Linked DNA regions of Zea mays: region 1 is linked to region 2. Evidence: chromatin contacts called from public Hi-C data. All regions are on one chromosome and are shown on one strand. Each heading gives the region's core, a stretch centred on a gene start, on an enhancer-like site or on the middle of the called end of the contact. The rest is flanking DNA. Distances are from core to core; before and after follow the strand shown.

Region 1 (5,131 bases), core at 184-2,683, 89 kb after region 2:
CCGTGAAAAAATAGGTTCCCAAACTAGCCCGAAGAGTTTTTATTTTTCGTCCGTTTTTCATCAGACGAGTTTGCTTTAAAAATATGGGTATTCGGGTGGGGGTCAAAGGAAATAGCCGCGACCGCGAGACACCGCTGGGACCTACCGCTACCGCCCCGCTGCGGCTCCCCGCTCCCTGGGGGCGCGTGCCGTCGGGCCCACGCGACAGTCCGCATCGTCCGACGGGGCCTGCGGCACACGTACGCGACCGGCAAGTCTGGGTCTGGCCGTAGGTGGGGGACCCTTCGCCCCAGGCGCCTCGCGAAAATCGCGTGCCGCTTTTCACACGTTCACCCCTACAAAAGCTTGGAATCACTAGTCTCCTCCCTAATTAATTAATTCATTAATTTATTAATACGACATCGTTCAACGTTCATAGTACGCGGTTTCAAGCACCGGTTCCGTTTTTTTTTCTCGTTTTGTTTTCGAACTATATTTAGTTTTAAAATCACAAAGTATATTTCCCTCTTGAAGAACTGTGCATCTTCTGACGCAAACGCACGAGTTATTTGACACTGCAAGTGCAAGGCGTCGATCTGGCTAGCATTTTCTAAACAGTCAGGCGCGCACTCTTTCCTTATATTTTCCACGTTAAAGCTTTTCAACGAATAAACTCGAACTTCCCGTCGCCATTTTAATGGTCAAAGGTTTGGTGCCTACTAGAATCACTAGAACATTAGAGTTTCGTCGTAGGCTATGCTAGCCGAGCTCGGCTCGGCTCGGTGTGGCTTGTTTAGTAGTGGCTGAGCCCGACTCGACTCGTCTACTCACAGAGCTGTAAAAAGAGGTTCAGCTCGGTTCGCGAGTTGCACCTTAAAACTCATATTACATTATATAGTGAATTAATTATCTATAAATATGAAATAAATAATTATAACATGACATTACAAGTAATTTAAATTATAATTGTTATATATACATTTTTAAAGACTAGAAACGAGTCAGATATCTATAAAATTATCCAATATCCATTATTATTGTGTAGGTTGATTATTTTTATGCAGCTCGTGAGCCAACACGATATTAAAAATAATTTAAATTATAATTGTTATATATGCATCATTAAAAATTAAGAAACGAGTCATATATCTATAAAATTATCTATTATTCATTATTATTGTGTAGGTTGATTATTTTTGTGCAGCTCGCGAGCCGGCTCACGAGTCAGAGCGGCTCAGCTCGTTTCCTCAACGAGCTTGAAAACCTAGCTCAGCTCGGCTCGCTCGAGGCTCACGAGCCGGCTCGCAAGCTTCAAATTTTTTTGCGGACCTAGCTATGCCTAACAATATCTAATACTAATTGGCATGTTTATTATTAGGTCTACTTGAGTCCACTAATAGTAATTCTAGCTGCTAATTTTTAGTATAAAGAGAGAGAGAGCGCTAAGAGTCAATACATACATCCTGTCTTCCTAGAAACTTGAAACTAGGATTGGGTTAAAATTGGAACCGAGTTTAGTGCCATGGATGAATGAGTGTTTCACATTGTTATCGCGTCAAAACGGAAATAAGAGGAGGGGATTAAGCTAATGCCTTGTCATCACTGGGTGGCAAACTGTCGTATTTTCATTGATGCGGTGTTTTCTTTCCCGTCAGGTACTTCCAGCCGTGTGGGCCCGGGGCAGTTTGGTTGGTGGACGTGAAGCTACCCACGCTTCCACCAGCCCCAATTGGCGAGGCCACACCACACCACACCACGCGGGAGCGGGGCGGGCACCAGAAGCAGACGGCGAGCGAGCGACACACCTCTCATCTGCCCGCCCCTCTCCTCCGTCCAGCCTCTCCCCCTCTCCTCTCCTCTCCTCCCAAAACAAGAGCAGCGAGACGCGCGCGCGCGCGCCACGAGCTGGTGGAACCTCGCCGCCTCCCGCGGCAGATCTCGCGCCGAGCCCTGGTTTCGACGCGAGATCCGCGCCCGCCGTCCGCCGCTCGCCGCCTCCGTCCCGGTGCGTCTCCCGCCCTTCTTCCCTCAGCCTGCGCGCTCGTCGAATGCAGCGTGGGAAGATCCCTGTTTTTCTTCTTCTTCTTCTTCTCTTACTTTGGTTCCTGTTGCGATCCCATTTGATCTACGCCATGCCGCTGCCAACTTGTCGTTCACGAAAAGAAAATTCTCCCTCTCTCTCTCTCTTTCCGGCTGTCATTTGTGTGTCGATTCACGTGAGCGACGATGGAATGGGATCACGGCCGGCGGGGAGATCGCGTTTTGGTGCGCCCGCTCTTGGCGGTGATGTAACCGGGGATTCCGGGCGATTGGAGTGTGGATTGGAGCTGATGCATTTTGCTACCTCCAACCTTACCTTCCTCCCGTCCCTCCTGCGCCTACTGGAAGGTCGAATCTCGATAGATTCTACCTGTCTGTTTAGCTGGCCGCAGTGCTCAACTTGAAACGTGGTGGTCGCGAATTGCGATGGGAATCAGATTCTCTCCCGGGCATGTTTGATTCTCTGGTTGCTGTCAGGACAGGGTGCTGGAAACGGATTCGTTTCTGAATTCGCTTGCTCGCTGTATTCTTTTTTTATTAGCACTGCTGCGAAATTAGAGGAGCTTGCTCAACCGTACTCAGAGTTGCCGCCTCCTTTCTGGAATGAACAAATCACAAATGAGCTGTGTTTCTTGCTGAGAAAGAAGGTAGAATCTCATCATGAACAAATCTCATGGTAGCAGCATGTTTGTACAGCCCCGTCAGTCGTTCCGTGTCTTCTTGTAAAAGCAATTCGAGTTCTTTCCAAATTCTCCGCGATCTCCCCGTTGCACAAAAAATACCCCCCCCCCCCCCCCCCCCCCCCCGGGACTTTCTGAAATATCTGGTGGTTAGGATTTGGTCAACGTGATGTGATCGTTAAGCACGTTTGCTATGCATCTAATTTTTCTGGTTATATGTCTGCGATCCTTCCAACCGTAGGTTATAAATAATAAGTATTCAGAAAGGCACGCTTTTCTTCTTTCTTTTCGGAGTCACTTTCTATGTTTTTAAAAATGACAGTAATCAAGCTGCAAACGCTATTGGTTCCTCCAAATGATGGAAAATGACTTGTTTTGTACTGCTTTACTTCATATGTAATGGTTTTCATTGTCACAGAATACCTAAGTCTCTGGAGTCTCATTTTGATATTCTACTTTTTGACAGGAGCATTACCAGGATTATACTTCCACCTTGAAGATGGCGATCGGATTACTAGCGTTTGAGAGCCACCAGGGGCTCTGGAACAGCGGATACTATTCACAGTTGTTTGGAATTGGAGGAGTTCTCATCACTCTTACCATTCTTATGTTATCCACGGGCTACTTTGGGGGAATTGGTGCCCCATTTGCTCCATATTTCTGGCCGTATCTAGGACAAGTTCCAAAGAAGAGGGAACGCAAAAGGCCTGTGAGAGTGTACATGGATGGATGCTTTGATCTCATGCACTACGGCCATGCAAATGCATTGCGGCAGGCCAAATTGCTGGGCGATCAGCTTGTAGTTGGAGTGGTTAGTGATGAGGAGATTGTGGCAAACAAAGGTCCACCTGTCCTTTCTATGGAAGAGAGGTATGCAAGAATTTGTTTTTTTAATTCTGTAAAACACGCTATCTCCCCCCCCCCCCCCAAAAAAAAACCGTCCATGCTAGCAGTATTGCGGCAAACTGATCGAACAGCTGGTTCATCAACATATTTTGATATGGTCTCATATGTATCTGAGTACATTTTCATAATGATATAAACTTTTTGGTTTTCATACCTTAAAATGCACCATATTAACTGTGTTTATATTTTTGCTATTTTTAGGTTGACTCTTGTTAGTGGTCTCAAGTGGGTCGATGAGGTCGTTCCCAATGCACCCTATGAGATAACAGAAGAATTCATGAATACTCTCTTCAACAAGTACAGCATTGATTACATTATTCATGGAGATGATCCTTGTCTTCTACCTGATGGCACTGATGCATATGCGCTAGCGAAGAAGGTCGGGCGTTACAAGCAAATCAAGCGAACAGAAGGTGTCTCGAGCACTGACATAGTTGGTAAGGCTCAATATCCTCAATGTTGTTTTGGATGATAGTTTCTCCTGAATATATTATTCACTATTAAGCATATAATGCATTACTTTAAAAGGCTTTTCAAACTTATTCAAAATATTGTCTTTTGCAATCTTACACACATATGATACCCTTCTGTGCATAGGGAGGATATTGCTAACATTCAGGCAGAAAGATGCTGACACTGATTTAAGTGTTGTCGTTGCTGAGAAGTCTGGAGAGAAATCAAATGATGAAGTGAAAAGTCAGCTATCTCATTTCCTTCCAACTTCTCGCCGGATCATGCAGTTTTCAAATGGGCAGGTATGAGCTCTGAAGGTTAAGACCACTTAGCATTATCACTGTTACATATTTGTAACCTTTTATGAAGAATGGAGGCCACATTGCCCACATCTACCCCCAGATTTTCATAAAGGAAATGTGAATGACATTTAGTGACCTTAACTCGATCAATCTTTTAAGGCATTTATAAAAATGACATGGTACAATATTCGTAGCTAACTAACTAAGGCCTTATTGCTCTAATTAGGGATTCTAGAAAGCAGCTTGTAGAACCTGGGTTGTGGAAAAGCTAATGTCCAAAATCTGAAGTTGTATGAATTCTAGCTTATGGCCATCTTTATCTTCATCCCACCTCCTATGATTGTAATAACATGGTGGATAAATATGTGTGCTACAATCTGAAAAAAGTTGTCGTGAACTGGCTCAACCATTACGAGCAGTTCTTCCATGGGAAGTATATGCTCGCCTTGGATCGGGTCTGGTTCGCTACATACCACCTCATGGGGGCGGCTCATACATGGTAATATTCCTCGTCTCTCCTACTCCCTGTGCGCGACCATGACTCTTGTGCGTCACCGTGGGTACACGTCCGATATTGATCTCCTACCCATACAAATTACGCAACTACGGTAGGATTTTGGATCCTATCAAGAAGGCTTGCCTCGATTTATCTCTTCCCTAGACCTTACTCATGTGGAAGCCTCTGGTACCGGGTCTCCCCTTTTACAATCTGGAAAAGGCTAGTGGAGGGTGGATCGTTGGATTGTGCAATCTAAGCAAACTAGATTGTGG
Region 2 (5,055 bases), core at 1,165-3,664:
AACCATGGTGAAGGAATCAAAGAGTTCCTTCGTGAGAGTCTTCGCAACACCACTTCTGAGGTATTATTCCAGGGCCACATTCCCAAATTTTTGGTTGGTAACAATCCTTTCATGAGTGACTACAGTATACATCTTGATGTAGTTTATGTTCTTGAGTACAATATTGCTGCAATCTTATAGTAGCCTGCATGTGGGGGAAATGTGGGAATGAGGCAAATGTCTGCAGTGGGAAAGATTTTTTTTTTGTTTCTTATATACATGCGCCGTAGCAACCATACATATGTTTCCTTTCTTTCACACAATTGGATGCTAACTTGGAACAATACAGGTGGTCCAGCATGGTGCTTGTCTGGGACTCGGGCTTGCAGCATTAGGTACATCAGACGAGGAAATATGCGAGGACATCAAGAATATTCTGTACACAGATAGTGCTGTGGCCGGTGAAGCAGCGGGTATTGGCATGGGTTTGCTCATGGTTGGCACGGCCAGTGAAAAGGCCACAGAGATGCTTGCTTATGCTCATGATACCCAACACGAGAAAATTATCAGGTAGGATGTCTTTTGATAAACAAGTTAATGTAATTACTACTCTGTACATGATTTTCTTGTGGTAAAGATGCTCCTGTTCTGACTCCTTTCCTACCTCCAGGGGTTTGTCACTTGGAATTGCATTGACAGTGTATGGCAGGGAAGAAGAAGCTGACACATTGATTGAACAAATGACTAGAGATCAAGATCCCATACTTCGTTATGGTGGCATGTATGCATTGGCTCTAGCATACAGAGGGACTGCAAATAACAAAGCTATCCACCAGCTTCTGCATTTTGCGGTGTCGGACGTGAGCGATGACGTGCGGAGGACCGCTGTGTTGGCTCTCGGCTTCGTTCTCTACAACGAGCCTGAACAGACACCCAGAATCGTGTCCCTACTGTCGGAATCATACAATCCACATGTCCGTTACGGTGCAGCTCTAGCTGTCGGGATCTCCTGCGCCGGAACAGGATTAAGTGAAGCCATCTCCTTACTGGAGCCTCTGACATCAGACGTCGTCGACTTTGTACGGCAGGGCGCGCTCATCGCCATGGCAATGGTGATGATCCAGACCAACGAGTCCTACGATCCACGCGTTGGAGCATTCAGGCGCCAGTTGGAAAAGATAATCCTCGACAAGCACGAGGATGCCATGAGCAAGATGGGCGCCATACTGGCTTCAGGCATCCTCGACGCCGGTGGCAGGAATGTCACCATCAAGCTCAAGTCGAGGTCAAAGCACGACAGGCTCACCGCTGTTGTCGGGCTAGCCGTCTTCACCCAGTTCTGGTACTGGTACCCGCTCACCTACTTCATAAGCCTGGCCTTCTCCCCGACGGCCCTCATCGGCCTCAACTCCGACCTGAAAGTGCCCAAGTTTGAGTTCCTGTCGAACGCGAAGCCGTCGCTGTTCGATTACCCCAAGCCAGTGACCCAGCAGACCACAGCCACGTCAGTCAAGGTGCCGGCGGCCATCCTGTCGACCTATGCCAAGTCCAAATCCAGGGCAAGGAAGGACGCAGAGAGCAAGGCCAAGGCGAAAGCAGAGGACTCTTCCAGTGCTTCTACTTCGATGCAGGTGAGCATTGCCATTAGTTTACAAAGCTGTGTTAACTGGTTGCCTTGGTTTGCGTCCCAAGCTGAATAACCTGCTTGCTTTGGGTTGCATCAAACTGATCGGTACGGTACCCTGGCAATTGGTTTTTTTTTTCTGTGACGTCAGGTGGACGGCGCTTCTGCTGCTGGTGCTGCTGCAGAGAAGGCCCCGGAGCCAGAGCCTACGTTCCAGATCCTGACGAACCCGGCCCGGGTCGTTCCAGCCCAGGAGAAGTTCATAAAGTTCCTGGAAGACAGCAGGTACAAGCCGGTGAAGGCTGCCCCCTCGGGGTTCGTCCTCCTGCAGGACCTCGAGCCCACGGAGGCCGAGGAGCTCGCCCTAACCGACGCGCCGTCAACCGCTGCCACGACAAGCACCCCGGCATCCAGCGCCGGCGAGCCGGTTGGCATGGCTGTCGACGACGAGCCCCAGCCGCCCCCGGCCTTCGAGTACACGTCATAAATAAGGGTGGTGATCGTCGGATCAGGATGTGTGGGTTGGGTTGTGTTGTCTGTAGGAACTTCGTACTGGTGTTGGATGGCGGAACCCGGGCGTACCACTAAGCTCATTTATTTAACTTGAAAATATATTTTTTTTCCTGAAAGCGTTTTTATATATTGCCGTCTGAAATTTCTGCTGGATTTGCGCGGCTGAAGGAAACCAGGAAGTCCCTGCCATGTTTGCTGGGGATTGGTGGTGTTCTTGCTTGAGCTGTGTATTGATGTGGTTGCCATGTGCGGCACATGCGGTTTTTGAAATGCTTCATGTCGCTCTCGAATATGATCCCTGCATGTGAATTGAGGGAAGAGATGCGATGCGAGCACTTGCCAGGAATAAATTCGAACCTTCCGTTCCCACATACTCGGATCATGAAGTGATGTGCCTTTTGTTTGGTGCACACATCGTTTGTACCTTGACTTATATAGGGTGTTTGGTTTCCAATACTCTTGTATAATATTCACCTCAATCCACATGTATTAAGGTAGATTAGAGTATAACTCAAACTAAATTACACTTTAGGCCTTGTTTAGTTGTTCCAATTTCATGTGGATTGAAGTGTATTGAAATATATTGAGATGAATTTTGACCAACTATGAATTTAAACCGATTCAATACCACATAATCCACATGGATAATGGTGAAACGAACAAGCCATCGTTAATCCATGTGGATTGAGTGATGTTTAAATACATAGCAAGACAAAAACCATCTCAATCCATTTTAGTACACTTCAATCCACATGAAATTGGAATAACTGAACAAGGCCTTAATCTACCTCAACACATGTGGATTGAGGTGAATTCGAGAGTATTCAAACAAGGTCTTAAGTAACGTAAAGGTAATGGAAACAAGTCATAGAGGATTAGAACTGAAATCACTCGTTACGCCATTTGTTTGGTTGGATGTTGTAAAGATATTAGTTATCACTTGGGAGTGGTATCAGCGATAACACTAGTGGATTGGAGGATTGAAAATGAACGCAACAGTATTTGATTACAGGGTATCTCATTATAGATGGCACCCAAATAAACAGTTGTATGAGTATCAATTCACGGGCGTAACTGGATCGTGTTAGATTTTGTCTAACCAAACACCATCATAATTTGTTGGGTTTTATGACGGAAAAAAGACAAGAACAAATTCGAACCCAGTGGTGTGGTGATAATTTTCAGGTTTAGCCTATTCACCCTCCTCTAGGCTACTTCCAAATAATGATTGTGGATTCATTGTGTAACCATGTAAACTAAACATGTATGAATTGGTGTTACATGTAGAGTGCAAAGTGGAAGCAACTCATGAAACTAACATGGAGAAGAAAAATGCAACAATTCAATGAAGAGATTTGTATTAATATCTAGTGCAGTTTAATTGGTGTTACTTGTTGTTGGTGTTCCTAACTGTCGGCGTTTCGACCCCGGGGGTCCCTGGACCGACGAGTAAATTGTCGCCGCGTGTCCCAGCCCAGATGGGTCGGCGCGAGACGGAGCACGAAGGGGGGAGAAACAGCAAAAGGGGAAACCCGCGGCCTTCGTGTTGCCCCGCGCCTAGGTCGGGTGCGCTTGCAGTAGGGGGTTACAAGCGTCCGCGTGGGAGAGAGAGAGACTGTCCGCCAGCCCGTTCTCCCGCGCGGCCAACCTTCTCGTACGAGAGCCCTGGACCTTTCTTTTATAGGCGTAAGGAGAGGGCCCAGGTGTACAATGGGGGGTGTAGCAGTGTGCTAACGTGTCTAGCAGAGAGGAGCTAGAGCCCTAAGTACATGCCGTCGTGGCAGCCGAAGAGGTTTTGGCGCCCTGTTCATGTGATGTCGTGGCCGTCGGAGGAGTGCTTGAGCCTTATGGAAGTACAGTTGTCGGGGCTGTCGGATCCTTGCTGATGTCTCCTTGCTTCCGTAAGGGGCTGAGAGCCACCGTCGTCATGGAGCACGCAGGATGCCATCATTACTTGTTTACCGGGGCGAGCCAGATGGGACGCCGGTCTTGTTCCCCGTAGCCTGAGCTAGCTAGGGGTAGGGTAATGATGGCCTTCCCTGTGACGTGGCGGGTCCGAGCCCGAGGTCGGGCGAGGCGGAGGCTCCTCCGAGGTCGAGGTCGAGTCTGGGCCCGAGGGTCGGGCGAGGCGGAGTCCGTCTTCCGAGGTCGAGGCTGAGTCCGAGCCCTGGGTCGGGCGAGGCGGAGTCCGTCTTCCGAGGTCGAGGCTGAGTCCGAGCCCTGGGTCGGGCGAGGCGGAGTCCGTCTTTTGAGGTCGAGGCTGAGTCCGAGCCCTGGGTCGGGCGAGGCAGATCTTCCCATGGCGCCCGAGGCTGGACTTAGCTGCTGTCAGCCTCACTCTGTCGAGTGGCACAGCAGTCGGAGCGGGGCAGGCGGCGCTGTTTTCCTGTCACGGGAGCGGCGAAGTGACTGCGGTCACTTTGGCTCTGTCGACTGAGGAGCGCGCGTCAGGATAAGGTGTCAGTCGATCCTTGCATTAAATGCTCCTGCGATACGGTCGGTTGGCGTGGCGATCTGACCAAGGTTGCTTCTCCGCGAAGACTGGGCCTCGGGCGAGCCGAAGGTGTGTCCGTCGCTTGAGGGGGCCCTCGGGCGAGACGTGAATCCTCCGGGGTCGGCTGCCTTTGCCCGAGGCTGGGCTCGGGCGAGGCGAGATCGTGTCCCTTGAGTGGACTGAGCCTTGACCTTAATCGCGCCCATCAGGCCTTTACAGCTTTGTGCTGATGGGGGTTACCGGCTGAGATTAGGAGTCTTGGGGGTACCCCTAATTATGGTCCCCGACACTAATGAAGACTTGTATTATGGTTTTATGTTATGTTGACTATTTGTTTGTGTGAATGGATATGACCTTGATGGATGTATGAGCTTCGTTGCATATTAGATAGTATTCAAATTAAACTTTGTGTGAATCATATATGCTTGTGTGAATGGAGACCAAT

Evidence for each region. A called contact is a pair of places that touch in the nucleus more often than the background predicts.
Region 1: a Hi-C map of tassel shows a contact between it and region 2, with 4 times the contacts expected there. The contact joins the promoter of LOC109942973 here to the enhancer-like site in region 2. A contact is called at or near these places in 5 of 25 Hi-C or Micro-C datasets (ear, leaf and tassel).

The regions. Positions count from the first base shown.
Region 1 is chr10:67,759,527-67,764,657 of Zm-B73-REFERENCE-NAM-5.0, forward strand. LOC109942973 (ethanolamine-phosphate cytidylyltransferase) reads left to right here and starts at 1,434. Exons shown (of 10, transcript XM_020545589.1): 1 at 1,434-1,984; 2 at 3,166-3,569; 3 at 3,807-4,042; 4 at 4,203-4,360. The coding sequence starts at 3,199.
Region 2 is chr10:67,669,572-67,674,626 of Zm-B73-REFERENCE-NAM-5.0, forward strand. LOC100382965 reads left to right here. Exons shown (of 11, transcript NM_001353406.1): 8 at 1-60; 9 at 329-549; 10 at 650-1,610; 11 at 1,755-2,232. The coding sequence ends at 2,090. Among protein-coding and RNA genes, the nearest start is that of LOC100382965, 15 kb to the left of the region's middle. Within about 2 kb of position 2,415, at least 8 of the 20 cell types and tissues checked have an H3K27ac peak or open chromatin away from gene starts, as enhancers often do. A contact at or near this core is called in leaf and tassel, where this site is marked.